Regions from separate parts of the Cricetulus griseus genome. Here region 1 is linked to region 2. Evidence: chromatin contacts called from public Hi-C data. All regions are on one chromosome and are shown on one strand. The core of a region is the stretch at or near the end of the contact, and the rest is flanking DNA. Distances in the headings are between cores, read along the strand shown. Region 1 overlaps Clint1 (clathrin interactor 1). Region 2 has its middle 43 kb from the start of Clint1.

The links. Hi-C and Micro-C count contacts between places; a contact is called where the count stands out from the background.
Region 1: a contact with region 2 is called in a Hi-C map of the CHO-K1 cell line, with 6 times the contacts expected there. The contact joins two enhancer-like sites. A contact is called at or near these places in 6 of 8 Hi-C or Micro-C datasets (the CHK-Q cell line, the CHL-YN cell line, the CHO-K1 cell line and 2 more).

What each region holds. Positions count from the first base shown.
Region 1 is chr7:60,428,331-60,434,766 of CriGri-PICRH-1.0, forward strand. The region is part of intron 1 of Clint1 (clathrin interactor 1); the gene reads left to right. Among named protein-coding and RNA genes, the nearest start is that of Clint1, 27 kb to the left of the region's middle. Within about 2 kb of position 2,316, at least 1 of the 6 cell types and tissues checked has open chromatin away from gene starts, as enhancers often do.
Region 2 is chr7:60,358,671-60,364,723 of CriGri-PICRH-1.0, forward strand. No RefSeq gene overlaps it. Among named protein-coding and RNA genes, the nearest start is that of Clint1, 43 kb to the right of the region's middle. Within about 2 kb of position 1,856, at least 1 of the 6 cell types and tissues checked has open chromatin away from gene starts, as enhancers often do.

The sequences.
Region 1 (6,436 bases), core at 1,066-3,565, 70 kb after region 2:
CAGGTGTCCATCTTCAGATGGGGCACTGCTGAACCAGGGAGCCGGAGTGATGCCCAGCACAGTTATGTCTGTCCAGCTGTCCAGCACTTGGATAGAAAATGGGGCAAAGTCTTGATACTGTTTTTCCTCTTTTTTTTTTTATTTAAATAATACTAAACGTTTTAAAGTGCCCATCTCCCGTCATCCCACTCAGCTCATTGGCATCTTGTTTTGTTTGGAGTTTTGATTCTTTTGAGTTTTTTTCCTCCATGTGTATATGTTTTATGTAGTTGTTAAAAAGCATAATTTAGTTACTTTTTATTCTACTTCTTGTGTATAATTTATTCTGTTTTGCTAGTCATGAGCATCTTGATCTTTCAGCCCTTGCTGGCATGGTGCCTTTCTGGAAAATAGTACCTCTGCCATGTCATGAGACAAGCTTTGTAGTAATGTCTCTTCTGTAAGTTTGCCTAAGTCTTAAAGGCAGCACCCCTCCTAGGAAGTGAGCAGAATTCCACACAAACCAGTAAGACCCAATGACTATCCAGATATTTCCTAGTATAATTTACGTCTTTGGAAAGGAAACTTGGTTTTATGGTACTTCTAAGACCCCCCCTTATTCAGCCACACACCACATGGAGTAATGACATAGACATTGGTTTGGATGTTTTAAGAGCTCAGAACTCTGATACTTGGGGTGTGGGTTAGTTGTGGTGGGGATTGAACCCAGGACCTTGTTCTGTACCACCAAACCACACTGGCAGCTATTATTTTGTAAACTGCTAACTAACTATTTTGTAAAAATTGAGTTTCACTTTGGGATGTGTAGATTACATATCTGTATCCGTTGTGGGTGTGAGTGCAGTTGCCCACTGAGTCCAAAAGAGAATGTCAGTACCCTGAGTTACAAGTAGTTGTGAGTTACCGGAAGAGGGTGATGGAGAGCCATCTCTCCAGCTCTCTGCTAATTATTTGTTTTTGAGATAGTCAGGATTAGGCATCACATGTATTATGGCCTTCCTGATGAGGGACTTCATAGTCAGTTTCTCTGTCTTTGTGATTAGTTACTTGACAGACATCCCAGACAGGAAGGGACTCTTTGGCTCAGTAGTGCGAGCCCATTGTGGCAAGGAGGAGATGGAGCACAGAGCTTCACATTATAGCACCAGTAGAGACAGAGGACCTTCCCCACCAACTGACTTCTTCCAGAGAGACCTTATCTCCTGTAGTTTCCAGAACCTCTGATAATACTGCCACCAGCAGGGTCCAGGCTTTTGACAGATGAGCCAGTAGGGTGTTTGATATTCAATCTATACAAAGTCATTTAGGCTGAAAACTCAACCTAAAAACAGTAAGTGGTATCAGAAAACTCGGCTAACTGCCTGCACATACTGTTTGATTAATAGTGATATACAGGGACTTTTTAAATGAGGAAACTGAGGCATGCCAGTGATTGGTTTATTTAGAGATCCTAACAGTAGGTATGCACCATAGACATAAATTCACACCCTAGTAACTTACAATCTCTGTAAATTTCTGTATTGGCTGTAGATGAAGTGGCTTAATGAAAACACATACAAATACAGTATATCCTCTTTTACTGTAGCTTTGTGTTGTGGAGTTGTTCCTGAAGCCAAGGCCCACATTAAGTCTGAGAATAGGCTACTGTCGGGTAGCTTGTTTTGCTTAGTGCTGCTCACCTCTGGAGTGTAAGGAAAGGGAAGTGGTGTCTTCCTACAGCTCATGGTTTAGTTGCTGACACTAGGATATTTTTCTTGGCTTGTCCCATTCATGTCATTTTCTTTGCACATCTGTTTCATAAATTACTCAAGGATTTTCCTGAAAACTTGCCAGATTAAATCACCATCAGCAACAATAAGAAAGTTGGTGCCTTGTAAAAACAGGACAGCTTTAGATGGAGAGATGAACAAACTGGTATTTATGAATCTCAGAAATGTGTACATGAGTTTGGTTAGTGTTGCCTCCTCCACATTGACACAGAATAGTGGGAATTTTCCTGGAGTGTTAAGTATGTGATCATTGAAGCAGGGGAACAGATACTTCCTTAGTGTACACATTAAAATTACAGGGTTTCAGAATGCTTCTCCCTCCCTCTCTTCCTCCCTCCCTCCCTCCCTCCCTGACAGCATCTTACAATGTGTAATCCAGGCTGGCTTCTCAGCTGTTGGTGCTGGAATTACAGACATAGGTCAACATGCCCAGCTTGCAATGCTTATTTTTTTTTTTTACTCTTGGAGGCTTTAGAGAAAGACAATTTAGAACCAGAAGAGAACTTATTGGGTGGTGTTATGCATCAGTGTCCGCAGTGGCTGTTAACAGATGATTCCTTGACATTGATTAACTCTTGATGAGTCTAAAGTGCAGTGGTTCCCTATTAGACTTGTGTTCAAAGTTTTCATTTTTAATAAACAACTGCAAAGTTTGTAACAGAAACAGTTCATACTTCTGTCATGCCCCAGATCTGCTGTGTGTGGTTGGTTACCGGTCTCATTTAGCTCAGTTTCTTACTACTGTGTGCCACCTCACAGTTCAGGGTGATCTCTAACGTGGAGGCCTTGGGGGAAACTGTCTCAGTCACCTCTGGGGGCTGAGAGATGGCTCAGCTGTTAAGAGCACCTGCGCCTGCCTGCAGGGAACTTGAGTTATCCTGGATCCAGTGCCTCTTCTGGCCTCAGTGAGTGTGCTTGCTCAGATACATACACAAGGTTTTTGTCAGCTCTGTAGAGTCAGTGAGTGACGTGTACTGCCCACAAAAATGTCTTGTTTTGACAAATAAAAATGCAAGTGGCTGTAAATATTGGCCACTCTGTAGTAAGAAAATAGTATTTACAGCCTACTCCTAGGTCTCTGTAGACATGGCTTCATTCAGACTGAAGGTACCCAATCTTCATCTATCAAGTGTGTTAGGGCTTTGTCTTGAAAGTTTTTCTCACTTTTTCTCACTTTGAGTATATTGTTAGGGATCCCCTGGTGGAAAGAGGAGCCTGCTTCTGCAAGTTGTCCTCTGACCTCCGTGTGTGACACAGAGAGAGTACAGGCATAAGAGAGGAGAAAAATTACTTTCATCTCTTAAAGAAAATAAATAAAGATTTATTGGCCAGGCAGTGGTGGTGCACACCTTTAATCCCAAGCACAAGGAAGGCAGAGGCAGGCTGATTTCTGTGAGTTCCAGGCCAGCCTGGTCTACCCAGCGAGTTCCAGGACAGCCAGTGCCACACAGATGTGAGACCCTGTCTTGAAAAACAACAACAACAACAACAAAAAGATTTATTATTTGTTCATATGTATGTCTTAGTACTTCAAAAAGTTAATCAGGTCTGGAGTTACAGGAGCTTGGTGAATATCCTACCCACCATAGTGCTGGGAACTGAACTCTGGTCCTCTCTGAAAGAGCAGAAAGTGCTATTAACCTTCGAGTCATCTTTTTAGATTCCATTTTTCTTCTTTATCAGATACTTTGTATTTAATATATGCTAAAAAAATTCAGTAGCTGAGAGTCTATCTTTAAATGTGATTTCAACATTAAGTTCTGTAGCAGTATGGTGCCTGTACTTGATGTCTTCTTGTGTTAATTAGGGTGCTGTAACATTTAAAGACATTATCTGAGACAGGTCTTATAGCATAGCCCAGCTGCAGTATTGATCCTGATCCTGCTGCCTCTGTCTCCAAAGTATGGGTGTTGCAGGAGTGTAACCCAGCCTCACATTGGTATTTATCAGGGAGCATAACTGTCTCACAAACCTTCATTACCAAAATGTCCTTTTGAAGTTCTTCTGGCATAGACGTTTAAGAGGTGGCTTAGATGTAGACTTAATTTTCAATTCCTGTTTTAGAAATACTATTCCAGTTGTAGGTATTTAAATTTGTACAATGGCTTATTCACATACCACTGGGTAGATAGCACTTATTGAAGCACTTACTATCCAGATAAAGGAACATTGGAAGTGCCGGCAATATCCCAGTTGCTCATACTAATGTTTCTAACCTATAAAATAATTAAAATGTAGCCAACTGTGAGTGACACAGAATTTGATGTGCATTTTAGTAACATTTTATAGTTTTTCTTGGTTAGAGTAAAATAATGCTCGTGGAGATGAATCGGGAAAATCTGAGTCGGTGTGAAGAAAATACTATTGCTGGGAACTGAGTTATTGGGTCTGTTTCTGGCTGTCTTTCTGTCTTAAGCTTGTATATTTGAATTTGACAGATCATTTAGAGGTCTCAATATTTCATGATCTTGGGGTGAGCAAAGTTGTAAGCTTAGACTAAAAGGGTGATGCCTGGAAGACACAAACCCATCTGACCCCATTTGGGAAAAGAGAGAGTGAGAAAAGTACTTGGTACCACATCATTCCTTCATTCACAATTTATACTTTTTCTTGGTGTGTATTTTTAGTAAAGTATGTTCTTGACAATATCTTGCAGAATATCAGCAAGATGGGAGTATGCAAGGTTTTGTTGTTGCCACTCATTTTTCCCTAATGGTTTTCCTGAACATGGATCAGAAACAGCTGTAAGCAAAAGTCCTGTATTAGTGTTTCCTTTGGGTAGCTTTGTCTCTATAACCTGGGCACGGACTAAGCAGGGAACATAAGTTGATTTTTTTACTCTTACTGGGTGATGAAGTAAGGGTGAAATGGGGAATGAAGAGCAGCAGGGCCACTCTTTGCAGACAGACTCTGCAACATCATTGCCTTCTAAGAAGGGTGGTGGTGATACTTGTCCTATTCTTTTCACCTCTTTAAGAGCTTTGTAAATTCACAGTTTGAGCCCAGATTGCTACAAGCACAGAAACTACTTGATTGACAGTTGCCCAGGTCCTGGGAAGCTATTCCCCTCTCCAGCTTAGTCAAATTCAGACCTTTCTCTAGAGTTTGCATGTCCGAGCACTGGTTAGAGGGCCCCCTCTAGTGACTGAAATAGTCAGGGACATAAGTCTCTGTCAGTCCTGGGAAGATTTAGAATTAAGCTACCTGGATGTAAAGTTGTTTTTAATTTTCATATTTGAAGGGAATTGTTTTCCATTTTTAAAGTGTTGCTGATGTTAAGAATAGGTCCAAGATAGAGAGTATCCAATTAATGAAGGGTCAACATTGCTGTTTTTGCCTTTTTAGAAATTAGTGCTTTTAAACATCATGGAATGAGACAGTATTCTTTGTTTTGTTTTAGTTACCGTTGTTTCTGAGTTAGTGAAACTTAAAAAAAAATGTTTCTTTTTTGCTCATTTTTGAAAGTAGCAGTTTTATTGGAAAATAGCTTTAAAACAATGTTCATGTGGGAAGTGTTAGGTTTTCGCTGTTATAGTAACATCATACATCCTTGTGTGGATGTCTTTTATAGCCAACAGTATGTTTTAATAGCCTCCATTGTTTTTCAGCTAAGGAAATGAGGAAATTCTAAATTGCTGGCTCTTTGCCACCTCTCCTAAACACACACCACTCCAGCATGCAGGCCTTCAGCTAAGAGCCTTTGAAGGGTTCTCATTTGACCCACAGGCTTTGTAGCTTGAACAAGGAAAGTAGTGTTGTGAGAGCCTCAGCCATGCTGAATGCTCTGCTGAAAATATTTTACGTGCATGAGTGCAGACTCCTTCATCTTTTAGCGGAAATCTCTCGTGTAATGAGATGCAAGGCGGATTATAATCCTAATTGGTATTGTTCATTTTCCCAGCTGCTTTTGGATGCTTTTAACTGCCCACAACCATGCAGTCTTCAACTAACAGGATAAACAAAAGTGGTGTGAAATCTATTGTTTTGTGTCATCTTACATTGCAGATATAGTTTGTGGAACACTACTATTTATTCATAAATTGTTGTCAACAGAATCATCACTGCAATTTTAGGGAAATTTATTAATAGTCTTCAAGGGCAGCAGGAGTTATGGGTCCTTGAGGAAATAACTTCTGGGTCACATTATCACACGAGCAGTGCAATCAGAGGAAATGTCCCAGGATTTAAGAGAACAACAAGGATTTCACTTTTTTTTTTTTTTTTTTTTTTGGTGGAGCAGTGCTCTGGGTGTCTGTCTAGAAGCTGGCACAGTTTGTTCAGTGACTTGACTCAGTGGGATATGTGTATAACTAAGTTCTGACATGGGTCTGTTTATTGGTGTCTTAAGCAAAGTACTTGAAGGAGTGAATGGTTTAAAGGTCTGAGTAGCAAGTTTGAACCTTCCTTATTTAGAAAACAACTTTTTTTTTTGGCGGGGGGCTGGAGGTGGTTTGAGACAAGATTTCTCTGTGTTGCCCTAGATGTTCTGGAACTCAATCTGTAGACCAGGCTGTCCTCGAACTCAGAGATCCACCTGTCAGAAAACAACTTTTGATGACTTTTAAAAAACCACATTGGGGGTGGGATGGCTATGCCTCCTCTTGTCCCTTGCTCTCTGTTGTGGCAGAAGGTAGAACTGACCCCTGGGTCATGAGAGCTGAGAGCAG
Region 2 (6,053 bases), core at 606-3,105:
AACATCCACATAAAAAGTTGGTCATAGTGGTCCAAACCTACCATCCTAGTGCTGGAGAGGCAAAGATGGGAAAACACTTGAACTTATTGTGAGTTCCAGGCTTAGTGAGAGGCCTTGGATGGATGGATGGATAGATAGATAGATAGATAGATAGATAGATAGATAGATAGATAGATGGAAAGCAATTGAGAAAGACACCTGACACTGACTTCTGTCACACATGTACCCTCACACACTCATATACCATACACAAAATATAATATTTAATAAAATGAAGACATTACATCAAAAAAAAAGACAGCAAATAAGCACACAAAGATGTGCTGCAGTCACTAACTACAGAAGAGTAAATTGGGACACAAAGAGCTGTCCTCACCAGACCCTCTGAACAGCCAGACACCAGGCTGGCGATACCAAGCACTGGTGAATATGTATCACATAAAACATGTGTGCCATGTAGATGAACATGCAAAATGGTAGAACCTCTTCAAAAATACTTTGCAAACTTCATTTAAAAAGTGAAATACACACCCATCTTACAATAATTTCTCCATTCCTCTCTTACATCCATGAAACTTTACATTCACACAAGGACTTATATACAATGTTCACAGTAGCTTCCTTGGAATACCTCAACACTGGAAATAATCCTATTTTCCCTCAACTAATAGATAAACTGGAAACCCATCTAATAAACTACTGTTTAATAATGAAAAGGAACCATTATCAACACATACAACATGAATGAGTCTCAAAATTATTATGAGTAAAAGAAGCCACATAGTACCACATGATTCATTTGTGTGAAGCCCTTACTCTCTTCCTCTGACGTTACAAGTTCGTCTCTTGAGTATATTTTAGGTAAACATTTACAAATATTTTCACAGGCCTGCAACTTTTTCTTTAACTTAGTTTATAGTGTTTGGTTAGGTTTTATTTTCTTTTTATTATATCATCCTGTTTTGTAATAAAAATTTTCAATATATAGTATTCCACTGTAAGGCCTTAGAGGTAATGTCAGTCTACAAACCTGGGAGTTCCTTATATAGTGTCATATGCCTGCAATTCCAGCATCCAGGAGGCAGGAGGATAAAAAAATTGCAGGCCAGACTGAAGAAAGGAAGGAAGGGAGGGAGGGAGGAAGGGAGGGAGGAGGGAAGGAGGAAGGGAGGGAGGGAGGGAGGGAGGAGGGAGGGAGGGAGGGAGGGAGGAAACAGATTGATTGATTGATTCAAGTCATCCTTGACTACACAGTGAGGTGAAAGCCAAAGTGGGATACATGAGATCCTGTCTCAAAAAAAAAAATTTTTTTTAAGGCAAACAAAAAAGTTGAAAGGGGGAAGCATAGTTGAGTAAGCAGTAAGAACAATAATCCATAAGCCACACCCAAACAAAATGATGAATATAAGAAAATGGAGAAATGGTCTTGGGGAGAGTGACATAGGGAATTAAAAGAAGTATAAAATAAAAAGCTTCAGAGGTTGAAGGGGAATAAAAGGTGATTCTGTGTAACAGGCCCAGTACCAATACACAGACTTTCATGTTTTATTTTTAAAAAATATAACATAGGATCCTTCTATGTATCCCAGGCTGGCCTGGAACTGAGCCTTGTCCTGCATCAGCCTCCACAGTGCTGAGATTTGGGGCATGCATCAACACAAGAGACCCTATCATGTCATCTTTAAGGTGTGAGTCTTGCTATTGGATCCCTAGGCCAGAAGCCGAATTCTGTGGGTTCAACAGTGAACCAGGCTCAGTTGCTAACTGCAACTCATCTGATCAAATGATAAACAGCCCCAGTGAAGCAAGAAGGGATTGTATTCAGTGTAGTCATCCTGGGGAGGGACATGAGGACACAGAGTTCCGTGCTGCAGTCTTCAGCATGCTGATAAGGAGTCAGGCTTCTGAGGAGGAGAACATCCTTGTGGTCAGGAAAGCCTCAGAGTCAAACCGTCCTTCAAACTGTGGGCTGGTTCGACCTTATCTCAGGATGTTTCTGCTGAGACTCCAGTCTCATCTGCAATGAGCCAGTAGCTGCTGCCTGGGGACAGTTTCCTCCCATCACAAGACATTTACTGTTGTTCCTGGAATGTAAGATAGCTACAGGAAAGAATGACTCAGAGAAGGGACAACCCAGACCAGCAAGAAGTCAGATGGGCAAGATGGAGTCAGAAAGGCTTTCTGTTTAAGGCCAATGCCTGGCAGTTTCCACTAATCTGGAAGAAGGCTTCAACATTGAAAGTTGATAATCTACTGAATGTGGTAACAGCCTTAGGCTGGAATTGGGGAAGGGAGGGTTGCCACTTTTAGATTAAATATGCCCTAGTGAAGTGTCAAGCAGGACTCTAACCTAAAGTTCAAGGCAGCCAAACACACACATGGGAATGAAGACAGAGAGGCCCAGCTTTTTAGTCACCCATCAGACACCTATGGACCAAGTAAAGAGTAAGCACTTTTTATCAAAAGCAGCCTAGTCCCTGTTTCAGTTCCACTAGCTTGTTTGCAGTGGACTGTAATAAATTGTTGGGAACAATAAAGAGAAAGTAAAGCCACACAAGGCAAGCTTTCTTCTTGTCCTTCTCCCAAGTGTGCTCAGCTTCTCTAAACAGACAGGAAACAAAAATCTAATTGAAGGAAAAAGTCACCCCCAACACCCTGCTTTGAACACCCAATTATTAATCTTCCACCACCACTCACTGGGTGCACCCAGCCCAGTCCCGACCCAAACTCTACCCTTCCGTCCAACCTCCTACCCTATCTACAAAAACTCTCAGCCTCCCACTCTGCCCATGGTCACTCAACCTGTTCCTTAATAGCCCCTGTTATCCGCAAGCATCTCTTCATGGAGGTACAACATGCTGCTCATAGTCACAGGACTGAGCCCTTTCCTTATTACAATGCCAGCCCCTGGCCACCATAGCCACTGCCCAGAAATATCTGATGAACAACTGGCAAGATGACAACCTCATGGTAACTTCTGAGTCTGACTTCCAAAGGGTCCGTGGAGATCTTGGAGGAACAGAGTTTCTTTTCCTTTGATGCTTATCTGACTCAGTCCTTCATCATTTATGGAAGGACACTGCTTGCATAGGTGTCATCCTACATTGCCTTGCCTGATTTGGGTTTGTGACTAATTCTCACTTCACCATCTTATATTTTAACTGGTTCTACTTCCTCTTACTTGAGGCCAGTAATGCTCCCTGGTGAGGATGTGAGGACTGACTGACAGTGGGATGGACTTGTCATGAGGACTAGAATTGAAAAGCCAATCGTATGAGAGAAATAAAGCCGGCATGAAGTAGTTGATAATGTGAGAGCATTCATACATCCTAATCTTAACTAGGGGGAAACTTTGCACACACACCATCCCAGTAGACTCCCTTAGTCTATAGAGTACATTCAGATCAATTTATACTTATAGAAATCTTGTTGCTTCCCTGAGATTCAAATTTGATTAAGCACCCCCTATTTTTATTTGTTAAATTGGCAGCCTTACCCCCAGGGGACATGTGACAATATCTGGACAGGTTTTTCACTGCTGAAATCAACTGATCTCTAGTAAATAAAGGCCAAAGACACTGCAAGGTAGAGTCATCTCAGAGTAATCTAGCCCCAAGTATTAGTAACACCACTATCAAGGAACTCTGTTTTAAGTGAGGGGGTGGTACTGATCTATGATCCCAGCATTCAGGAATGTGAGGCAGGATTGGGGGCACAGCAGGGCAGGGTCATAGCTCAGTGTTAGGGCACTTGTTTTGCATGTGTGAGGTCCTGGGTTCTAACCTCAGTAGGGCAAACACACAAACCCCAATCAGATCATAAAAGAAACTAGTTATATTGAAGTTGGGTGTGATAACACATGCTGGTAATTTCAACACTTGTGTGGCAGAAGAGAAGGAACTAGAGGCTGCAACAGCAAGATGAACATCTAAAGAAGCAAGTACACAGAGAAACATGAAGCCTTCCCCTACCTGGGAGTCACAAAAGAAATGCAGTGTGCTCAGGCCAGCTATATAGCTGGGTGCCATTCAATGAACAGAGCATGCCCGAGAAAAGCCCTTGCCATGCAAACAGAAGAGGTGGTGCAATAGAAATGTCCTATGATTAGGCTCTACACCTCATGGGCCAATGCTATTCAGACTTTTTCTCTTCACTCACTAGCCCACTTCTGGTCTGGACAGTGATTTCCCTTTCTTAATAAACTGTATTTCTGTTTCTAAACACACGTGTCCTTGGTTCAACTAGGCCCTGTCCTGAGACACAAGAGCCTGGAATAAGATCCCTCTTAACTCAGACCTGCAGCCCAGCACTAAGCATGTTTCTTCTTTTCCCTCTTTGGCTAAAAGCTCAAGCACGCTTGCCCTGGCACTCTGGACTCAATCAGCATTGTCCGAAAGCCCCTCCTCTATCTACCACACAGCTTTCTGCAGACTTCTATTGCTGAACTTGCCAGCTTTCTTATACCCTAACTCAAAAAGGCACGACTTCCTCTGCTCCTCTTCTCGCTCACCTGCCTCCAGCAGCTGCTGACACTTACGTACACTTATCTACACAGACACTTTTCTCTCAATTTCTAATTGTCCCCAGACTCCCTTCTGTGTCTGTTTCAAAATCCTTGTATTCATGAGACTAAGAACCTGAAAGGAGCCCAAACTTCCCTTTGCACTTGGTGGGTAGAAGGAGGAAGATCAGCCACTCGGAGTCATCCTTGACTACATAGCAAGCTGAGACCAGCCTGGGCTACATTAGACCCTGTTCCCAAAAAAGGGAGGAGGAGGAGGAGAGAGTGAAGGATAAAAGCTGAAAAGGGGGAGGAAAAGCAACAACAGCAATGATGACAACAGGACGGTGACAAGTGTGAAGAGAGAGCCTGGGCTACATAGCAAGACACTGCAGAGTGTCCAGTATCCAGTTAGGTATATAACTAGCTAGACACTTGTCCCCACCCCTGCCATCAAAAATCAAGTGTCATTAAAATAGTACTGGAGGATAAATGCTCTTCTATATACCCATAGGACTCTCAACCACCCCACCCCCATCGCCTTTGAAAACATGTTTACAAAGTTTAAATCTACAAACTACTGAAAACTAGAGCATTCCAGGGGACTCTTGGGGTAGGGGGACATTCTTTTGTACTTGTTATTTGTTTTGCAGTATGGGGGTAGAAAACAGGGGCCTTGCACATGCAGTGCAAAATTGCCCCCATTGAGTTCTAGGCCCAGTTTAAAACCATTATTTTATCATGACGAAACACCACCACCACCCTCCCAGGGGCAGCTATGATAAAACGCTCATTTCATTTGGTAGAGGGAACTCAGAAATATTAGAGGATATTCCAGGCTTCCACCCTAAGAAGGAATGAAAACAATTGCTAAACACAGTGCACTCCCAGCAAAGCCACCTCCCCATGCTCAGCTCTCCGAAGAAGTCTATTGCAGAGGAAAGGGGGTGTGTGCGTGTGTGTCTGTCTGTCTGTATGCCTGTATGCATGTCTGTGTGTGTGCGTGGGCCTTTGTGTGTGTGTGTGTGTGTGTGTGTGTGTCTGTGTGTGTCTGTGTGTCTGTGTGTCTGTGTGTGTGTGCCTGTGTGTGTGTGGGGGGGTGCCTGTGTGTGTGTGGGGGGGTGCCTGTGCTTGTCTATATGTGTGTTTTCCAGAGAAGATCAAAAGTTTTCACAACTGATTAGCATCCAGAAAGCAACAGCCTGTTTTAACCTTGAGATGCAAATCGTCAAAGATTATCAAGGGATCTGAAGGGCTGGCGGATTTGATGGAAGATCAAATTCTCAGCATTTCTAGGGCAATTAGTTTCACATGCAAAGTCACCAGAATGGGCTGCCCACTCTACCCACAGTAAAGCCCTGATAAGACTCAGGAGGTTTACAAACTTCAGACTAATTGGCCAGCACCCACCCAGCAGGGTTCGTTATCCTTAGCCCCAGTTCTTAGAACAGAGAAAGTGGACAGGGATTATTTCTTGCTCTACTTCTAAAAGACCGGCCTCTTAAATATTTCTCTGCTTCAGATCACTAGACTTAAGCTCCAGGTACCATGG